Regions from separate parts of the Mus musculus genome. Here regions 1 and 3 are each linked to region 2. The links are chromatin contacts, called in public Hi-C and promoter capture Hi-C maps. All regions are on one chromosome and are shown on one strand. The core of a region is the stretch at or near the end of the contact, and the rest is flanking DNA. Distances in the headings are between cores, read along the strand shown.

Region 1 (2,700 bases), core at 31-2,530, 160 kb after region 2:
AGTGAATTATGGACTGTAGATAGAGGGTTCAAGAGCTATGGAGAACAGTGAAACAAAACAGTGACATTGGGAGAAGAGAGTTAATGTTTTTCAGAGGGTAGTGGTTGAGACACTGAGAGTGCCTGGGTGAAAAACATAAGGAAACAGAGGCAGAAGCAAGCCTTGAGTACCAAAGGATGAGAGCACCCTAGATTCGGCACTGTGTGCAAATGTGTACCAGCTTCACACGGGCTCTGGATATCTGAAGGCTCTGTACTTTAAGCATATTTCAAGTCTGCAAGGGGAAACTTATTGCCTCTTGTAACTCAAAGAACCGGACTTTAGACACCGCTGGATGAAGGCATTCAGATGATGACATTAGTGATCCATGTTGTCTTCCTTTCAGGGAAGGGTTCAGTTTCCCTGACTGTTCCAGCAAGTGGACCATACTTAAGTCTTATTGGCTTGGCAGAGGTCATCTGACTCTCCCTAGTCCAAGCACTAAGGGATAGAATGAATGACCTATCTGTCTGCATCATTGCTAGATCATCGAGAGGCCATCCTGAGTCCCTTTGGAATGGCATAGATGCCGAGGGAAAGGTGGGGCATTAGTAAATGGAGGAAGGCTGGCACTAGGAAGGCAGGGTGACTCGTGCAGAGACTTTGTGAGGATTGTGACTTAGCTTCTCTGTGACCTGAGGCAGGCATGTGAAGTGGTCAAAGAACAGTGCAGCCTCCTGTCTGTCCCAAGGCCGTTCTAAATGGAAATTTACGAAAGGATTCTTCGGGAGCCACAGCACGCACGTGGAGGTCAGAGACCAGTTGGGTGTCAGTCTTCTCTGTCCACCTCGTTTGAGCTAGAACCTCTCTTTGGCTGGTCTCTGTTGTGTATGCTACCAGGCTAGTTGACCTGTGAGCTTCCAGGGATCTGGAGATCCTGCCGTCTCAGTGCTCCATCTTTCTGTGGGAGTGCTGAAGTTAAGATGTACTCTACCATGCCCAGCTTGTCCTAGGTTTGGAGGACTTAGTCTTATGTTCTTGCACATGCATGGAAAGTGCTTTACCCATTAAGCAATCTCCACAGCTTGGTTTTTAAAAAATAAAATCCTTAGGGATCTCTCCTTCCCCACCTCTGTATCTTTATGCCACATTCCCTCATCTGGGAAACCCTTTGGGTTTGGATTCTTTATGGGTAAGGATCTGATTTAAATCCAGCTGTTTCCTATGTCTCAACTCTGGTTCTCTCTGTTGCCAGGAGGCCCAGAAGATAAACAATGGCTCCAGCCAGGCAGATGGTACTCTCAAGCCAGTGGACGAAAAAGAGGAGGTGGTGGCAGCCGAGGTCGGCTGGATGACATCTGTGAAGGACTGGGCAGGGGTGATGATATCCGCCCAGACACTGACTGGCAGAGTCCTGGTGAGTCCCTGGCCCCTCCTATATGAGGTGGTCTTGTATCTGCAAAGGGGGTTTGCTTGTGAGAGGTGATGATGCTCTGATTTTTCTCCAGGTCACCTGGGGTGAGTGGCCAGTGCTCCACGGAGCTCTCAGATCAGCATGGTTATCTTCACACATATCTAAGCCTGCAGTGTAGGGCCATCTGCAGACAGTAGGCCAGCATTGTGCACTCACAACCTGCTTGCAGGTTACACCGAACTTTCTCAGTCAGTAAAACAGATGTACACATGTGGGCACAAAATCTCTCATGCACACACCATACCTGTATGATCTCAGGATAAAGAGTGGGGTATAGCAACATAAACCAAAACCATGCCCAAAGTTTGTCAGTCCAGGGCTCAAAAGTCTACCTATACCACTTATGAGAGAGAGAGACAGAGACACAGAGACACAGAGGCACAGAGAGAGACAGGGACACAGAGACAGAGACTCAGAGATAGAGTGACACAGATACACATAGACACACATAGACAGAGACAGAGAGACAGAAACAGAGAAACAGACACAGAAACACATAAAGAAAGAGAGAGGGAGAGGAAGAGAGGAGAATATATGTGTGCGTTTAGGCACACGCTCATGTGTGTGTTGGTTTATACAAGTTCCTACTGCTGTCCTCTAGTGACTTGAAGAACTTGCTTGGGTTCATTGTCCTATTCTGTAGTGTGTGAGCGAGCTCCTGAACAGCTTCTGGTGTGCATGTGTGTATGTATTGGGGGTGGGATACAGTGTGTATGTGTGATGTATGTGTGTATTGGGGTACAATGTGTATGTGCAAGGTGTGTGTGTGTGTATGTATGTGTGGGGTATAGGTGTGTGTGTGTGTGTGTGTGTGTGTGTGTGTGTGTGGTATAGTGTATCTTTGTGTAGGGGATATGTTGTATGTGTGTATAGTATAGTGTATGTTTGTGTGTGTGTGTGTGTGCGCGTGTGCGTGTGTGTGTGTGTGTGTGTGTGTGTGTGTGTGTGTGTGTGTGTGTGTGTATGCATGCTGTGTTCTTATATTTCTTAGGTGCCCTGTTTCTGATTCTGTCACTTAGGCCCTCCACAGTTAGGGTTCACACAGGCACACCTTGCCTCTCTTATCTACTTATAGCAAACTTGGCCTCACCAGTTTGCCTTGTGAGCCCCTGTTTTGGGTTAAGAATCGTGACTAAGGCAGGCTTGCTGGGGCCAAAGGGCTACTGAGGTTATCAGTGTTTCAGTGCAAAGAATGGAGAAGAAATGGGCAGGTGGGGATGTCACTTATCCCTGCCAGGCCCATGACC
Region 2 (2,752 bases), core at 136-2,635:
TGAGCTCTTCATTCGTCAGCCCATGTTCCTCCTCTGCCTCTTCTTACTCCTGTTTATACTTTGCTTTCTCATGCCTCCTGTACAGTCAGGGAAGTTGGTAAGCCATAATATTAATACGTTGTAGCCTTATTTCATCTTTGGTGGCTCCTGGAGGCCATATCCCTCCTTCCCTAAGGGGACCCTCTGTTAGAGTCTTCCATTCATTTCCTCAGGCTTGAGATAGTTCTGCCGGCTTGCCATTCAGCCAGCGAGAGTCGTTGAATGCCACCCGCTCTGTGCTAGGTGCTGGGGATTCTGTAGAGAGTAAGATAGGCACAGGTCCCTTCCCTTACAGTGCTGACAGTCCGGAGGGCAAAAGCAGCATTCAGCAGAGGGTCTAACATGCTAGTGAGTGCTTTAGAGAAAAACCAAGGAGGAGAAGACACCCTTATTTTCTTTACATGTATGTATGTATGTACGTATGTATGTATGTATGTATGTATGTATTTAACTACTGTGTGTGTATGTGTGTGTTTAAGGGGGAGGTCACAAAGTGTGTGCTGTGAGTGTGTAGAGGTCAGAGAACAATATGAATTTCTTTCCTTCTACTACCTGGGTTCTAGGATCTTCCTCAGACTTGAAGGCCAAATGCTGAGCCATCTTACTCCCTCTTTTAATTTGAGTTGGGCATTTAAGGGTGGGAATCCCCGAGGTAGGTTCTTATGGAGACAAAAGGACAGGCAGAGGGAAAGCCACACAGATCTCTGGGAAAGGAGTCTTGGGGTCAGTGCCAAGGTCAGGAGGCAGGATGATATCTGGTCAAGACTGGTCCCCTGGAGCAGAATCAAGAAAGCAGAGACAAGGACAGATGAGAAAAAACAGTAGGAATGAAGGCTTAGAGGAGGAGGGATTGGAGGAGGGCAATCGTGTTTCTTATTTAATTGTACTGGGCTCTCTATTCCTCCCAACAACCACAGAATCTTCACGGGGCAAGAGCACCAGCCCTCACTCCCCTTTCAGTGGACTCTCAGTGGTTGGTTGCAGGGTGGCCTCCGTTTCCCACAAAGGCAATGCTGGGACCTGAACAGCCTGCTGGTACGTGCCTTCCCACCTGGTACCTTCTTTTGGAGAGGCACTTCTAAGTTGAAAGGTGGGTGTTTCTTCTAATTCTAACAGATACTGCAAAATTTCTCCCTTGAAAGGTTGCTGCTGAATTGGGGATCAACTTCTGTTTGTGAGCTCAGCTGCCTGCCTCTGCTTCTAGATTGCTAACTAGCCAGTCTGTGCTGAGGGATGTTCTGAGGGACGGCTCAGAATCCTTCATCTGCGGGAAGGTGTGTGTGGTCTTTCGAAGCATGCTGCTGGGGATGACATGGCTTGTTCATTTTTGGAGCTTGTATTTACTGACTGTGACGTCAGGACAGTGAGGAAGAGGGAAACACAGCTGTTGCCGTGTTGTCTGCATTACGGCTAATGTTCCATGTGCTTAAAATAAGCACAGCAGTGAGGAAGTTCATGGAGACACATTCGCACCTTGTCAGATACTGAATCATGTTCCTGGAGTGTCTTCAGGGTAAGGCTGCCTTGCAGCATCCTGACTGGAGGGCCTGTGAATGCTGAGCGCCTGCTGACTCCTTCCCCACCCCTGGGTGTTGCAGAACCAGCTCTTGTAGACTTTTCATCTGTTTGATGTCCTCCTGTGGCTGTTTTCCATCTGTTGCAGTTCAAACAATGATTAATCTTGCACATGAGTCCTTTCGCACATGCACCAGGTTACGTGTTGGGTCAATTTCTAGGAGATGAGTAGACTAAACTGAAAGTGATTTTCTGGTTATATGCTGATAGACATGACTAAATTGACCTTCAGAGAGGTGTCCCTATTGGCAGCTGGTACAAATGATTATCATCTCCCTACACTACATAAAACTTGGGAGGCCGTCCATCATTATAATGTTTGTCAATCTGATAAGTGAGATGCCTGCTGTGTGTCATTTCATTTTGCATTGGTTCTGTATGTCCTTTTCCAATGTCCCAAGCAATATAGGGGCTGAGGGTATACCTCAGTGGTCGAATGCTTGTTGAGCATGCATGAAGCCTTGGGTTCTACCCTTATATTCCCCAAATAACAACAACAAAACATTTTAAAATCTGTTTCTGTTTTCTAGTGTGAGCTGCCAAGTCTTTGTTATCCCCCCCCTCCCCCCCCGTTAATGTTCTCTTTCTGACTCCTTGAAGAATGGCTTGCTAATGTTAGAGGGGTATTCGACAGTGTGATCATGAACGCTGGCTTGTCTGACAAGAAGTCAGTAGCTAGGAGTGAAAGTCTGGTTGTTTGAGAAAATGAGACCTGGTAAACTGTAGGTCTGAAGTATGCTTCTGTATAGTGTAGACTAATCATCAGAGAGGCTAAAAGCAGACAGAGTAGGGAACTGTTGGCCTCTGGATCCATGTACCTGGGTTTGTCTTTCACAGAGTCTCATTTTTTATGCCTTTACCGGCTTGAGGAAGTGTGAGGAAGCCTGACTGTTTTCTATGAAAATCCTTTTCTTGTTTGATTGGATTCATAATTACACTTTGTTTTCTGGCAACCACTCCTGTTGAGTTAATGGGTTAGGCCAGGTGACACAATGGCTTTAGTGAATGATCCTTAACTTCAGGAACAAAACATGATAAGAGAGTGGATGCCACCTTCTTAACACCATTTATTCTTACTAGAGTAGATGCTCCTGGCGGGGCATTCTTCAAGCATCTAGTGGAGGATGCAGGCTCCTGC
Region 3 (2,700 bases), core at 195-2,694, 180 kb after region 2:
TGTAAAGTACTTAGAACAGTAGCTGGCACAGACAAGGTATTATATAATTTGTTTGTTAATCAAATATAGTAAGTTGTAGGTTCCTTGAGAATAGGAAACATGTTGTTTGTTTTATAATTCCCTTTGTCTTATATGGGAGATGGGGGAAGAGAGACCAAGACTTCTGCCTGGCAGTTGCTGACAATCATAGTGCAAAGAAATCTAGTTTTTCCACTATAACCAGTGTTAAGCACAAGGATGTAAGAATACAAGCGTAGTGACAGCAACTGTTTAGTCTGTAAGTCTGTTCCCACAACCTCGCACATGGTAAGGATGCCAAGGCACAGAGGTTTAGCATCCTAGGGAAGATCAAGCATCCAATAATCCTCAGGACTGGGATCCTAGGATGGGCTGTCATTGATTCCTCCTTCTGCTTCATGCACTTTCCACCTATTAATGAGTGGAAGAACCAGACCCAGTGCCACAGGCCTGCTGTCCTAACTATACGAGAGGCTGAGGTAGGGGAATACAAATTCATGGCCAATTTGGACAACTTGGTGAGACCCTGTGTCATAATAAGGAGAATGTTAGAGATGTCACTCAGTGAAAGAGTGCTCCCTTGGGATCATTCTCCTCCCCTTCTCTCTCTCTCTCTCTCTCTCTCTCTCTGTATAAGTGTGTATGTGTGGGTGTAGTGTACATTATGTGTGCGATGTGTATGATGTATATGGTATGTGTGCATGTACATATGGTGTGTATATGTGTGTGTGCGCCAGTTGTGTGTTGTGTATATGGGTGTGTACATGTGTGTATGTGTTGGGTGTGTTGTGTATATGTGTTTTTGTGTATGTGTATGGTCTGTGTGTACAGGTGTGTGAGTATGGTGTGAGTAATGTGTGTATAGTGAATGTGTATGTGGTGTGTATGCATGTGTGTATGTGTAGTCTGTATATATGAATGTATAGAGGGGTGTGTGTGTGTGTGTGTGTGTGTGTGTGTGTGTATGTATGTGTAGATTGGGAGGAGTGAAAGATACAGGATATGTAGGGAAGCAATCAAACCAGGCATTTGTTATATAAAGAAAAGTTTTCATATCAGGTTGAGTAAGAGCCTGAGGTCATAACCACTTATCTAGTGGGGCATTTTCTGTAGTGGACACTTAGGCCAGCTATTTCCTTCTATGACCATGTCCAGATGCCTCCACCTCACCCCTCTGCTGCCATTATTTAATCCCCCCTCAGCCGTTTCCTTCTATGGCAAAGCTAGTTTTATCGTCTTCTCCTTTTGAGTCATTTCCAGGATAAAATGTGGATGCAACTGTGAATAGAAAAGCTACGTCATCCTTTCCTCTTTGATCAGCTTTCATCATAATGGGTCCATTTGGAAGGTTTCATAGGGACAGACACAATGCTCCTCCACTGGACTCCATCAGCCACTGAATGATCAAGGTGCCAGGGAAAAAAAACTAGAGTGAGGCTAGCTGGTTTCCATGGCAACTGCTTGCTCAACCCTGCATGCATGCTTCCTTCTTTGCACGTAGGTGTGTGTTTGTTTATTATTGGCGCAATCTGCCAGTGCCCCAGCAACTATGTAGGTGCCATCTCTACTTCCACCTCTGGGATCAGTCTCAGTTTTGAGCTAGACCCACAGCCCCCCCCCCCCCCCAGTTTTGAGCTAGACTACCCACCTCCCCAGGTGGTGGTGGAGGCACAAGTTCTGTTTGGCTAGAAAATATTCTCCCTCCGTTAGATCCCATTTCATCTGTCAGCGCAGTGGTGGTGATCTCAAGGGTGCTGGAGATGCCGTTTTAGAACCTTTAGAGTCAGACATCATCTTGGCTCCTGCATTGAGTCACAAACTGGCTGGAGAGCTGATACTGACGCACAGGTCTGCACAGTCATGTGTGCGTTGCTGTTCTCTGGGGATGTCCATGAGCTGACCATAGACAGGAACCAGAGAAACCTGGGTTACTCTCCCAGGGTGACTCTGAGCATCTGAGGAATGGTGGTCTAAATTAAGATGACCTGGACCTAGGAAATTTAGCATGACTGTGAAATAGCACATATCTGATTTGATATGGGTTTTTTCTTAAAATGATCACATTTAAGTTAGGTTAGTTAGGTAAACCATATTATTATAATTTTTTTCTTTTTCTTTTTAAATTATTAAAAATATCTTTTATTCTTTAATAATTTCATACATGTATGCAATATATCTGGATCATACCCATTCCAACTCTTCCCTTGTATCTCTGAATGTCCTTTTTCTATCTTCATGTTATCTTCTCTTCTGTTTGATTTATTTATTTTTTAACTAGCATGCTTAGTCTAGTTTCTTTTTATTTTTAAAAGATGTGTGTCTCTTAGGTAGATGGAGTAATGATTAGAGCAATGAACTATATGATTTTAATGACATTTTATGCATATCCTACCTCAGGGAAATATACATGTATATAAACATGTACATATATATGCACATACATGTATGTACATATATATTATAAAATATATAAAAGTCTCTCAGGAAAGGAACCACCTCTTCCAGTCTGCCTTTAGAAGCCTGGATAACATGTCTAGAAGCCTCCAGCATACCTTGACATATAGCTCACCAGCAGAACTGGGTCACCAGCTTGGTCCTTAGTCCATTTCTGACAAATAAAAAGGGGCACTGAGGTAGACTTGAGTAACTGAGGTTTACCTAGGACCCTTTCCTCCATCACTT

What was found. Hi-C and Micro-C count contacts between places; a contact is called where the count stands out from the background. Capture Hi-C pulls out chosen DNA fragments and counts their contacts.
Region 1: a contact with region 2 is called in a promoter capture Hi-C map of pancreatic islet. The contact joins two enhancer-like sites. A contact is called at or near these places in 2 of 484 Hi-C or Micro-C datasets (embryonic fibroblasts and nephron progenitors) and 2 of 9 other capture datasets (liver and pancreatic islet).
Region 3: a contact with region 2 is called in a Hi-C map of cortical neurons, with 2.6 times the contacts expected there. The contact joins two enhancer-like sites. A contact is called at or near these places in 4 of 484 Hi-C or Micro-C datasets (cerebral cortex, cortical neurons, embryonic fibroblasts and 1 more).

The regions. Positions count from the first base shown.
Region 1 is chr14:23,801,836-23,804,535 of GRCm38.p6, reverse strand. Kcnma1 (potassium large conductance calcium-activated channel, subfamily M, alpha member 1) reads left to right here. Exons shown (of 28, transcript NM_001253364.1): 2 at 1,235-1,396. Among named protein-coding and RNA genes, the nearest start is that of Gm51422, 150 kb to the right of the region's middle. Within about 2 kb of position 1,280, at least 4 of the 459 cell types and tissues checked have an H3K27ac peak or open chromatin away from gene starts, as enhancers often do. A contact at or near this core is called in pancreatic islet, where this site is marked.
Region 2 is chr14:23,965,349-23,968,100 of GRCm38.p6, reverse strand. All of the region lies in intron 1 of Kcnma1 (potassium large conductance calcium-activated channel, subfamily M, alpha member 1), which reads left to right. Among named protein-coding and RNA genes, the nearest start is that of Kcnma1, 37 kb to the left of the region's middle. Within about 2 kb of position 1,385, at least 20 of the 459 cell types and tissues checked have an H3K27ac peak or open chromatin away from gene starts, as enhancers often do. A contact at or near this core is called in cerebral cortex, cortical neurons and pancreatic islet, where this site is marked.
Region 3 is chr14:23,782,180-23,784,879 of GRCm38.p6, reverse strand. All of the region lies in intron 2 of Kcnma1 (potassium large conductance calcium-activated channel, subfamily M, alpha member 1), which reads left to right. Among named protein-coding and RNA genes, the nearest start is that of Gm51422, 130 kb to the right of the region's middle. Within about 2 kb of position 1,444, at least 14 of the 459 cell types and tissues checked have an H3K27ac peak or open chromatin away from gene starts, as enhancers often do. A contact at or near this core is called in cerebral cortex and cortical neurons, where this site is marked.